Linked DNA regions of Neogale vison: region 1 is linked to region 2. Evidence: chromatin contacts called from public Hi-C data. All regions are on one chromosome and are shown on one strand. The core of a region is the stretch at or near the end of the contact, and the rest is flanking DNA. Distances in the headings are between cores, read along the strand shown. Region 1 holds the start of ACAP2 (arf-GAP with coiled-coil, ANK repeat and PH domain-containing protein 2). Region 2 holds the start of XXYLT1 (xyloside xylosyltransferase 1).

What was found. Hi-C and Micro-C count contacts between places; a contact is called where the count stands out from the background.
Region 1: a contact with region 2 is called in a Hi-C map of muscle, with 5 times the contacts expected there. The contact joins the promoter of ACAP2 here to the promoter of XXYLT1 in region 2. A contact is called at or near these places in 2 of 3 Hi-C or Micro-C datasets (fibroblasts and muscle).

What each region holds. Positions count from the first base shown.
Region 1 is chr6:116,959,042-116,965,195 of ASM_NN_V1, reverse strand. ACAP2 (arf-GAP with coiled-coil, ANK repeat and PH domain-containing protein 2) reads left to right here and starts at 1,389. Exons shown (of 25, transcript XM_044252040.1): 1 at 1,389-1,643. The coding sequence starts at 1,591.
Region 2 is chr6:116,796,071-116,802,183 of ASM_NN_V1, reverse strand. XXYLT1 (xyloside xylosyltransferase 1) reads left to right here and starts at 2,546. Exons shown (of 4, transcript XM_044252038.1): 1 at 2,546-3,136. The coding sequence starts at 2,636.

The DNA of each region.
Region 1 (6,154 bases), core at 140-2,639, 160 kb before region 2:
GAAATGTCTCAAAATTATAGTTAACTTCTAAAAGGTGCTAAAGAGATCAAGATACAACCACTGGTTATGTAAAACATCCTACCATCCTACCATCGAGCTACACTTAGCCAGATGGTCAAAATGGTTATATAAGACTTTAGGCAGTAGAAGTGAGAAGGCTTACATTTAAACTTTGATTATAGCACTGAAGAATAAAGTGGTACAGTTATTATAATAGCCAGCATTTACTGAATGGTTACTATGTGGCACTGTGTTGTGTTCAGAGTTCTTACTTCAGCTTCAGGGCAACTCTATCAGCTTCATTTTACAGTAAGAAAAGATAGGAGGCAAAACCAGAAAGTTTGCCTGCAAGCTCTCGCTCAGAGCCACTATACTGTTACATTTCCTTCCATTTTATGGATATTCTTATGCTTTTTAGGTTGGGTTCCATTTAAATAAAATGGATCTATTGTTGTTGTGTTTTTTTTTTAACAGTCGATGTTATATTAAAACCAGAAGTATGGTAAATACCTGCCTTGTCGGATCAGGTGATGCATATCTTGGAGGGCTCCTAGAACAACTGTGGACCAGTGGGCTGGTGTGGCAAATAAGGAAGTGAGGCTGATTTTCAGAACCCTATCCTCTTTGAACCGGTGAAAGCTACTGAGAGAAAAGTTATCAGTAAGGAGGACTGTCTGCGAGTTTGAAAGCGTTGCCTCCGCACCAAACGCCCTACTTCGCCTGCCTGTCGGAATCCTGATCTTTCCATGCTCGCTCCAAATACCAGCTCCTTCAGGAAGTAGTCTCTTAGTTATATGAGAAGATAAACGTGGGAGAGATTTCCTTCCAAGTTATTAAGAGATGAAGTCAGTAAGTGAAGGAAGGGATTTTATCATTAAGGATACCCTCACTTCTCTCCCGACCTCATTTTCTTTAAACAAGGAGGCGGTGGATCAGTTTATCTCCTCCTTTGATCATTTCTACTCTTCAGAATTCTGCCAAAGCTGTAGGAGTCCTCAGACCTGCAGGCGGCGGCTCCTCCGCGTTGGCAGCTCGGCAGGGCGGGGCTGAGAAGAGGCGGGGGCTCCGCGGGAAGCGCGGCGCTCAGCCACGTGACTTCCTTCCCAAGGAGCCTCAGCTGCCGGCCTCCCAGCAACGGGCGCGTCCCGCCTAACGACTCCTGCGCATCCCGGTTGGCCCTCGGGGACTGCGGTGGCAAGGCGGCACCCACGGTCGCGCTGTTCATTGGCTCGAACTACCGTCGCTCAGGTGCGTTGCCGGAGCGCCCGCGGGCGGTGCTGCCGGAAGCCCCACCCACCGGCCGCCGGGTTCGTGGCTGGCTGGCGGAGGCTGTCACTCCCGGGCGGTTTCCCTGTGGCCGGCGCTCGGCTGGGGGCGGGAGGAAGAGGGGCCGGACTGGGGCCTGACGAGCCGCCGCTGCTGCAACCGTCTTCGCGGCTGCTATGACCAGCGGGCAAGGCGCCCTCCGCAGCTCCGCGCAGCGCTAGTCGCGGCCGTGCGCCCGCCGTCGCTGTCTGGGTCCCCAGCGCAGCCGCTCCCGCGGCTCTCTCGGCTCTTCCAGCGCCGCCTTCGAGGCGAGGCGGAGGCAGGATGAAGATGACGGTGGATTTCGAAGAGTGTCTGAAGGACTCGCCCCGCTTCAGGTAACCGGCGAGGCCGCCGGGCGCCGGGCTGCCGTCACCCCGGGGCGCCCCCAACCCCCGGGGTGGGGGCGTGAAAGCCGGCCCGCTGAGCGCGCGGAGAGCACTGCGGTCCGCGTCTTCTGACGAGGCCAGCGGCCGTTGTTGCAGCTCCGGACCCGGCCAGGGCACTGCAGCCCGGACCGACCCTTGCTGAGGGCTGAGGCTGGGCCGACGAGGTCCTCTTCTCGCTTCCTCGGCCTCTGCCCGGGGAGGAGCGCTCGGGAGGCCGGGAGCACCCGTCCGCTTCGAGGAACCAGGGTGCAGCCGCGTCCCCGGAGAGTCGTGCCCTTTGCGGGCGCGCGCTCTCGTCCCCTTCCTCTGGCTGCTCCTTGCCCCTTCCTTCCGCTCCTTCCCGTTTCCACTCGCACCCCACCCCCTCCTTGAGGAGCTTGCAGGGCACCCTTTTGCAGTTCACTTAGTTCCTCTTTGCGCTTTTCCGCTCCCCTTACTCCGGGGAGGAAGGAGTGGGGCGACCTGGGGCTGCTGCTGCCTGCGTGTCCCCTGCCCGGGGCGGGGGCGCTCAGGGAGGCGCTGGCGGTTGCCCCCGGAGTCGCGGGGGGGAAATGCTTTGACTAAGAGCGTTCTATCCACCCTGGTCAGAGACTGTCTGCTTTTCTTTCCACTTGAGCTCTCCCCGCTGAGAGGCACGGGGCTGAGCTGTGAGGACTAGGAGAAACTGTGCATTTCTGTTTTGAGAACGGAAGTAGGAGGGCCCTGAAGATTGCATGTCTGTTCCTCTTGCAGCAGCGTCGGCCCGGGAGGGCGCGGATCACGGTCGGATGCTCCCAGTGGATCTGTCACCGAAACTGACGTGGTGGCCCTCGGATTCACAGGAGTTGGCCTCCCTCCCCTGTGAGAGGAGGCGGTCCTGCGGGTGTCTAGAGGACTTGCTCTTTACGTTTCGGGCATCTTGGGAAACTCCGGAATTGTTTTTGGAGAATAGTTTTGATAGATTGTGTTGTACGGTGCACGTATAGGGCTGTCCTTAGGCCTTAAAAAAATAAGGCCTTATGGCTGGCGTTAGATAATGACATTTCTTGAAAGCTTTTCCCTGAGCATTGGTGTGTATTTGCCTGCTGATCTCTAGGCCAAGCCTGAGTTGTAAATTCCTGCATCCTTCTCTTTTGGGAACTAACTGTTCTCATTCTTATCACTGATTTCCCATTCTCTTTCCACTGACAAGAAAAAAAATTGTAAAACCGAGGAACTCCTACTTCTAAGAGAAAGTTTAAGAACTTTTTTGGTTTTATTTTGACTTTTGCTTTTTTTTTTTTTTTTTTTTTGAGGAGGGTGTTAATTTTATTTGGAGCTTAGGACTGTTGGTTGTAAAAGGCTGCGTCTGGTTTAATTGCTGTTGTTGGTATTAGTTTTTGAAAGTGTGTTGGGTGTGAATTAAAAGGACCCGAGGGGACACACATGACTTGCTTAGGACAGCTTTGCAGGTTAGAATCCAGACTATGTGGCAAATGAAATAATTTTTAAAGTGTACCTCAGAAGATTCTGCTTTTTGTGAATTTTTATTTATATGACTTGGCTGTTTGTTTTTTTAATGAAGTAACACAGCATTTTCCTCTCTAGAGAATGTGGCTTCTGTTAATTTGCTTCATTTTAAGTTTGATTTTTTAAAAAATCAAGTTGAGGGAAGTGATAAGGAAATACTTGTAACCACTGGTGGTGTTCACAAACCATGTGATGTCTTTGTTTTTGAAAGAAAGGAATCATTGAATGTAAAATAAGAGGGAAAGATACTGATTAAGTTGTATGGAATATTATAGTGAACTTTGTTAAACTTGAATATAATATCTATTCTATTTTAATTCAGTATTAGAGATTTTTTTAAAAGAGTTGCTTCCAGTTATTCCAGTTGCTTCCAATTATTGTTGGCTGCAAGCTGGGAAGAGAAATCAAGATTCAAAGAACTCCCAATATCTGGTATACATTTTTGGAAATAGATAAGATTTGTAATAGATGGAAGTATGCCAAGAAATAAAAGTCTCGTCGCTCACGTTCCTAATTTTTCCAGTCTTTCTATAACCCCATTACTGTGTAAGTTTGTATAGCATTTGAAAAGAATATTTTAGAATTCTTTTATCCATATGCTTTATGTATAAGAGAAACTTGACTTTTAAGAAGTATCTGCATTTTGTGAGTGATATTGAAACTTTCATATTAGAAAAGAAAATTTGTGAGGGGTGAGCTTGTTTTTGGTTTTGCTTTTTTTAAAATCTTTTTTAAAAAAGATTTTACTTTTTAAAGATTTTACTTATTTGAGAGAGAGAAAATGAGTGGGGGGTGAGGGAGAAGCTCCATGCTGACTTCCCCCAACGCCTGCTGCAGACACTTAACTGACTGAGACACCCAGGTTCCCTCTTTTTGCTTTTTGATAGCAAGGCAGCTGCACTATTGTAGTGTTCTGATCTGTTGTGTTGTTTTAATATTAATTCTTACTTTTATTTTTCTCTATAAATGATTCTTAAGGCAATTTAAGTCTGGCATGGGGGTATAACTGCCTTGGGTGCTGTAGAATTGATGCAGAAGGTAGATCTTGCTGAAGAAAAATTTCAGCAGTGTTCAAGTTCTGAACATTAATTTGCCTGCTAAGTTGATAAGGAAAATAGGAGAGGGATTGGTTGAAATAGGGAGAGAAGGATGTTGCTTATTGCAACATTGTCTTTAGTAATTTGAATAAAACCAATGGTTACTCTTACATTCCAATGAACATTTTTTTGTTTGTTTTGTCTTTAGATTGAAAGGCACATTTCATTGTGTAATTTTGTGTAACTAAAAATTTCCTTTATAGTTTTTTAAAAACCAGTCTAAAGGTCAAAATCTTATTCATCTAAAAATCTACAAGAAAGTACATGTGTCTAAGCATACTTTATTTTTAAGTGGGAATTTTCCATTTTGACCAACATATTTTGGAGAACTTTGAATTTGTTTGAACTCTAAATTAATTATGTAGTTGGTCTTTAGAATTTTATAAAATTTTAAAAAAATTGTGCTTTTCCTTTTTTTAATCTTACTATGGTTCATGCAGGAAGTAATTAATTTGCACTTTCTGAATTGTGAAACAGTTTTGCTTTAAGCAGTTTTCAAAAATAAAAATTTTGGCTTAACAAGTCTTCGAAACTTCAGTCTTTACCGGATATACATTTATGTTTTATCCTTAGCAGTGTTTACTGTGTACCATTCTGAAGGTTTTTCATTTGTAGATTCTGTTTCAGATATGATACTTATTGGAGAACTTAGGAAAAAAATCTTAGAAAATATATTTTGGGGAGAAAGGTTTTAATGGGTGAAAGACATGACATAAGATGTAGCTATCTAACTATATCTGTATTGATTATGTTTTGCTCTTAAACGGGTGCCCGTCCTGGCTGTATTGCCACTTTATCTTCTGTCTTTACGTGGCAAACATAGTGGGTGAGGGATGTGGGGAAATGTGTTTTCACTTATTATGAAGTAGTTTTTAAAATTATAGAAGTATTATTATAATTATATAGTAGTTTTATCATGAACCAAAATACGGGAATCCTGCTATTCCTGATTGTAACTTGTAATTCCTCATTTAATGTAATAATGTAATGTAATACCAACTTAAGTTGAAATAAGAACAAGCTTCTATAATGAGGTAAACAGATTTCATACTAGATGCTTTTATAGCTATCTTCATTTAACATTAAAATATATTGTGAGGTAGGAATTATCTTCATTTTTAAAATTAAAAAAAACTCAAGCCTGATATTTTGAGAAGTCAAGTTCACTTAAAAAAAAAAAGATTTTGTTTATTTATTTGAGAGAGAGAGTGACTGAGAGAGCAAGTACAGGCAGGGGGTGGGGGATGGGAGGTGGGAGGGGGAGGATGCAGAGGGAGAAGCAGACTCCTTGCTGAACAGGGAACCCCGTTATGACCTGAGCCAAAGGCAGACCCTTAACCCACTGAGCCACGCAGGTGCCCCTAAATTTCACTTTTTAAATGGGGGACTTTCAAATGGTGGACCTGGAAGTGAATTCACTTTTTTTTTTTTTTTTTTGTAAATTCACTTTTTAAATGCTCTTTCTCAAGCTACAGGCTTTAGTTGTAGGAATTAAATTTGCATTGTCTGTTTATGGTGCCTTTTTTTTTTTTTTGATCATACAGAAATTTAAAAATGGGTTTTTGTGTATTACCTAGAAAAGTTCCTCTATCCCATTATTACTTATAGGATATTTTTCTATCATTTCATAGTAATTTTTAGTTTCATGTAGTGTGACTAGATTTTAGTTTTGAGAATCTAATTTTGTTTTTTTCCTAATGGAAGCCACTTATCCTAACACCTTTTATTGAATAATTAATCTTCTCCCCATTGATTTAATATTATACATCTATACATATGTGGATATTTTTCTGTATTATACTCTTTTTCACTAATGTATTTGTCTATTTGTCAAATACCATTAATATTAGTTATAGTAATTTTCATAATGAGTCT
Region 2 (6,113 bases), core at 1,297-3,796:
CCTTCCAGAAAAGTACCCTTCATCTGCTGTAAAGGAAAGTTTATCTTTCTCTATATCCTTGACAGTATTGGGTACTAGTCAATATGAAAAAAGTCCGATCATCTACCCAATATTACAGATGGAGAAACCAATTACCTCTAATATCTGGTCAGAAGTCTTGACCAAAGTGAAAACTGACACACTACATACCTTTCCTTATTCTATTTTCTCCTGCTAGTATATAAGCTCTATGAGGGCAGAGATTTCTGTTTTCTTTCACTGGTGTAATCCTTAGGCACTACGTGCTTGATACTCAGGGGTCACTTGTTACCTGTTGAATAAATGGCCACCTTCATTCAACTCCTGTTTTAGTTTCCAGCTAGCAATATATTTCAGGAAGTTGCAACATTTTTCTTTATGGTCAAAAGAATTGGGAATAAAAAATTAACATGAAGTTAAGACTAGTCTCAAGTATTTTCCTTTCTATGTAAAATTTAAATTATCTTGTCACTCCTCTTTTATCCATAAATACCAGGAGTAGTGATCTTGTAAAGGTCTGAAAAGTAAAATAATTGAATAAGTTCTAGAATAACTGGCGTAAGGAAAAACCACATTATTGATGTGAAGATGAGGGCCACAACTCCAGAATTTTTACTAGTGAACAATTAGAATATAATATAGCTGTAGCACACTGCTGTGGTGATAATACGGAACATATAATAAAGTCTTAAAGGACATTTGTAGTTTGGTATTTGTAATTACCCTAGAAAAGCTATGGTCGCTATATTTGGGTACTTGTTGGCTATTTTGCCCTTTTGTAGAGTTTGGTGTTTCTAGCATATTTTATATTGTTTGCTAAGTGTTAGGCACAGTTCTAACTGCTTTTTATGTATTGTCTTATAATCCTATAAGGCTCAGGTACTAGTATTAACCCTGTTTTCCAAATGGATCTTATTGAAGCTCAGATTAAGGATCCTGTCTGAAGTCTAATAATTAGTCATGTTAGATTAACTTGGAGAACTTGCTCTTGTAACCAATATCTGCTGAAGGTTGTGGTAACATACACACAACCCAGGGCTTGAATTATTGCTTTCAGTGTGAGTCTTGGCTAAAAGCTTATGCATTGGCAGAAGTAAGATTTGGGTTGAGATCTGGCTCTATTACTAGCCAGCTAAGTTCGTGCAATATATGCTCTAAACCTCAATTTCCTCAATTGTAAAGTGCAAATAATACCTCTGCTTCTTAGGGTTGTGAGGATTAAATAAAGTAAGAGCCCATCACTTGAGTGAGTTAATTTAGCTACTGGGTTACCTTCCTACCCCCACAAGGTAATTAGTATGTATTGATCTTTTCACTCAGCCCACTTTAGAGTTCCAATTTTTTTTTTTTTTCCCCAGAAAACTGTTACTCCGATTGAAAAAAACAAGAGTTAAAAATGAGATGCATTGTGGGGCGCCTGGGTGTTTAAGTCGGTTGAGTGGCTGCCTTTGGCTCAGGTCATGATCCCAGGGTCCTGGAATCGAGCCAGGCATCAGGCTCCCTGCTCGGTGGGGAGCCTGCTTCTACCTCTCCTTCGGCCTGCCACTCTACTTGTTCTCTTTCTCTGTCAAATAAATTTAAAAATCGTTAAAAAAAAAAAAAAAGATGCGTTGTAGTTCTGGGTACCAGTCACTTTCACCAATAAGAGCATGGCACAGTAAACGGCTGAGTGATAATTCGTATGTGCATTTGCCCATGCATTTTCACCTCCGCGACCTTCAAGAATGCAGATCATTTGTACATGTTTAAATGCTGTAGTATTATCATCAGTCCTTAGAAGACTGAAGTTAATGAGTTTTTATGTAGTTGTCAAGTGTCCCAGCTGTCTAAGGTCAAAGCCGAGTGACCCTGGGCAAGTTACCTCAGTGTGCCTCAGTTAAAATTTTGAAAAACGACTTGGCACGTCTTGAGATTCTAAGTCTTAAGGTATTATAAAAGCCTCCAGCGTTACTTCCTGGGACTTTGGAAACTATCTTCAAGTCGTGGGCAGCGGGGTCCCCCTGCTGGCCACATCCTTTACTTGGCCTCAGGTGCCAGTGGGTTGGGCAGGCCATTTGCACCTTAGGTGGCATTTCTCATTTACCGTGAATGAGGAAGGAGCGTGTTTAAATTCCCTAGCCCCAGCTAGTCTCCCAGGTGTGAAAGGAGTCGGCGGGGAGAGGACTTCAAGCCTCCAAACATTTCGGGGAGAAAGGTTCAGAAATAAAATTTTTCCCTTTTTGTGCGTCCAGTTTAGTGTTTTTGCTAACGAACGTCCTGCGTTGGGGCGCCTCTATACCTTTCAAGGCACAGCTTCGATTTCTAGCGTCTGGGTCTGGACATTTAGGACGCCCAATTTCAACAGACCTTCCTTGCAGCCCCGCTGGCTTTCTCGAAGTCTCAGTCCTCACCCACTGCCCGATCCTTCCCGTCTTGAATCCCGCTAAATCTAGGACCCAGCGGCTGCCAAGCAGCCCTGGCCCCGCCTCTCCGCGCATCAGCACCCGCGGATTGGCTCCGGGCACAGAGGCCCCGCCCCCGCCATGGCCGCTGCCCGCCGCTTGGGTCACTAAGTGGCTGCCAGGGTGCTGGTGTCCGCTCCCGCTCCCCCACTGCTCTGTCTCCGGGCGGGTGGTGTATGGGTCGGCGAGGCGGGCCCTCGTGCTCTCGGGCCATGGCGCGCCTGGCCGCTGTGCGCTCCCACTACTGCGCGCTGCTGCTGGCCGCGGCGCTGGCCGTCTGTGCTTTCTACTACCTCGGCTCGGGCCGGGAGACCTTCTCCAGCGCCACCAAGAGGCTGAAGGAGGCCCGCGCCGGGGCCCCCGCCGTGCCCTCGCCGCCCGCGCCGGAGCTGGCGCGGGGCTCCGTGGCGCCTGTCCTGGGGGCCAAGGCCAAGAGCCTGGAGGGCGGCGGGCCGGGGCCGGTGGACTATCACCTGCTGATGATGTTCACCAAGGCGGAACACAACGCCGCGCTGCAGGCCAAGGCCCGCGTCGCGCTCCGCTCCCTGCTGCGCCTCGCTAAGTTCGAGGCGCACGAGGTGCTTAACCTGCACTTCGTGAGCGAGGAGGCCAGTCGTGAGGTGGCCAAGGCCCTGCTGCGGGAACTGTTGCCGCCAGCCGCCGGCTTCAAGTGCAAGGTGAGCGGGGCTGCGGCCGGGGGCTCCCGGCGGATGGCCCACCCTATACATTCATCTGTCCCTCCCCACCCCCCATTGCCCCAGCTTTGCCTGAAACGTGGAAACGTGTTTCTCGGTGTGCTGGAGGCAGCCTTCGGGAGGCGTGCCCAGGAGCCAGAAGCACTCAGCCGGTGTGGGAGTGCTGCGGGGCGTGGACTCACTACCCTGACCCGTGCCCCACCCGTTAAGTCCCTCTTCTGCCGAGATTTGGCTCGCCCCCTCTCTGCTGGCGTTGCAGGATTCCGCACTGCCTTCGCAGTCTGCACTTTTTATTCTCAATCTTTGACTTTTGCGGTTGGAACGGGTCATTTGAAGGCTGTAGTCCTCTGATGCGAAGTCTGTGGCCAGGGTCTTAGTGAGGTCGCGTGAATTGAAGTTGCAGTGATATTTCTCGTATTAAAGTCAGAACTGCCTAAGCCGAAACCCAGACATTGTGAACCACCTCATTCCCTCTCTGTACCTTCTTCTTACCTAGTCTCTAGGGTCACGAACCTATTTAGAGAAGCCACCAGTCACTCTGAGGGAGGAAGCAGAAGCTCTAAGAGGTACAGATACGATCTGGGGCGTGCACAGCAGAGCTAGCCACTTTGTCCCAGGCTGGACCAACCTGCTTCGTTGGCAGCTCTGCTCCCACCTCTCTCCCTCATCTCCCATGATATCCCAGCTCTGCTTGTCAGAGATGAGCTTCCTGGCTTAGTGTTAATTGCTTCAGTCAAGTTGCTAGCCTCATTTTGACCTCATAGTTGCACAGAGGGCATCCAAGGTCTGATTTTTGGATAAGACTAGGAGGTGATCTTAAAGGATGGAGACTGATAGTGGGGGAATGGGTAGTGAGGTAAGAGTAATGTTCCATGTGTTTGTGTCCAGTGATTGATGGGGGAGCTGCTGCCCGGATCCTGCAAGGTTCAGGGGTCTCTGGCAGCTCAAGTTCCAGCTTTCAGGAAGGCTGCGTTGTGGGCCTGGCCCTTCTCTCCAGCCTTGCTTTTCGTCCTCCTGTGTGCACCTTAGATCTTGAGTGTGCTGAATGTGCCTTTTAAGGATGAGTTCTCTGCCCAGGATGTCCTTCCTTTCCTCCTGGGCCCTTGGCCACTCTATACTTAGCTTTCACCGTCCCGGGAATGTCCCTAGACTTGGGGACCGTCTGTGCCCAGCCTTCCACAGCTTTCCATTCCTGCTTCTCCTCATAGCCCACAAAGTCTGTCTCTTGCCCAGAACAAGTAAACCTGTCTGGAGCACCCACCATAGTCAGGGAAGGGCTCCCGGGCCCGGACTTCATGCTGTAAGAGACCCAGAATCCAGGTTCTTTTTTTTTTTTTTTTAAAGATTTTATTTATTTATTTGACAGACAGAGATCACAAGTAGGCGAGAGGCAGGCAGAGAGGAGGAAGCAGGCTCCCCGCAGAGCAGAGAGCCCGATGTGGAGCTCAATCCCAGGACCCTGAGATCATGACCTGAGCCGAAGGCAGCGGCTTAACCCACTGAGCCACCCAAGTGCCCCCAGAATCCAGGTTCTTGACCCACTCTCTGACCTGGGGTTTTTCAGCCTGGGACCCATCACATTTACCTAATTGGAATCTCAAGGTGAGACCTGGCAGCCTGTCCCAGGTGATCCCTAGTACTCTAATGCTTGAGAAACGCTGTGCTGGCCGAGGGAGAAAACTAAGGGCACTTGATCAAAGGGCCAGTCTGGGCAGAGTTGGGATTTGACAGGGTCTCCAAACACCACCCTGAAGACCAGCATTGTCATTTTATCACTTTATGGAGTCAGAGGTAGCAACTTGGGCCAGATCTCTACCCAGCCCTTTCTCTCCAGCTCGACACAGCTTCTTGTGTACCAAGAAGCTGCCAGGCCTTTGCTGTGTGGTGCTGCCGTTGGGACCCTCTTTCTCTTTCCATCTCCAGGTCTTGGTCATCTGTCTTTGCCATCGCCTCTTTGGAGCCTTTCAGGGAAACCCCATCAGAAGACAAGTCTTCCTCTTCCTCCTCCTCCCTGGTGCGCACTGGTGCTATGAACGTGTCAGGTTTTATCTCCAGTCCCATGATGCCTTGCACAGAGTCCACACCAGAAATACTGGCCTTGGGGCCAGGTTCCCATCATCATGGTGCCTGTGCTCTCTCCCTCTTCCATGCTCTCTTTGGACAAACATAGGTCACTAGGCCCTGGAAACAGCTGTGGGGGACATGAATTGAGGCATGGCTGATGAGGGTCTGGAGGCTTTGTAGTTAGATGGCTGTGGTCAGAGAACAGTTTGTTGGTTTCAGCCTAAAATCGTTCTTGTTAGTTTCGAGGTCAGATTTTTGTGAATCTGTTTTCTGTCTTTGATAAAAGGTGCTCTTTTTTCCCTTAAATATATGGTCCTGGAAGGTTGACTTCATGTTACTGGTCATTTGATTCTCTCTCAGGTTTGGAATATTCCTGAAAGGAATGCTTTTTCTGGCATCACTTCACACATGCTTCTCCCTCTGCGTGGGAGATAATGAACCCCTAAATTCTACTCCTGAAACCAATACTATACTATATGTTAGCTAACTTGAATTTAAAAATAAATTGAGATTACCTTACCCCAACCCACATCCTTAGCTCTCTCTCAGGTCTCAGCGTAAATGTCGTTTCCTTGGCAAACCTTTCCTGAGTGCCCATTACACACTCTCTTAGCACCAAGCCTTTTTCCTTAGTAACATTTATCACTGTTGTAATTATACAATGAATGAATTATTTGTCTACCTTTCAAGACAAGATAGACAGAGGGCGTGGACCCTGACTCCTCTTAAATGTTGTATCCCCAGCACCCAACATCATGCCTTGCATATGGAAGCGCATTTCATATGAAGGATTAATCTTTAAGTGTTAGTCAGGAAGAAGGAAACTGTAGACATTCTCACCCTGGTTGCATCAGGGCTGGGAGGGGTCTTCAAGACCATATATATAGTACGATGG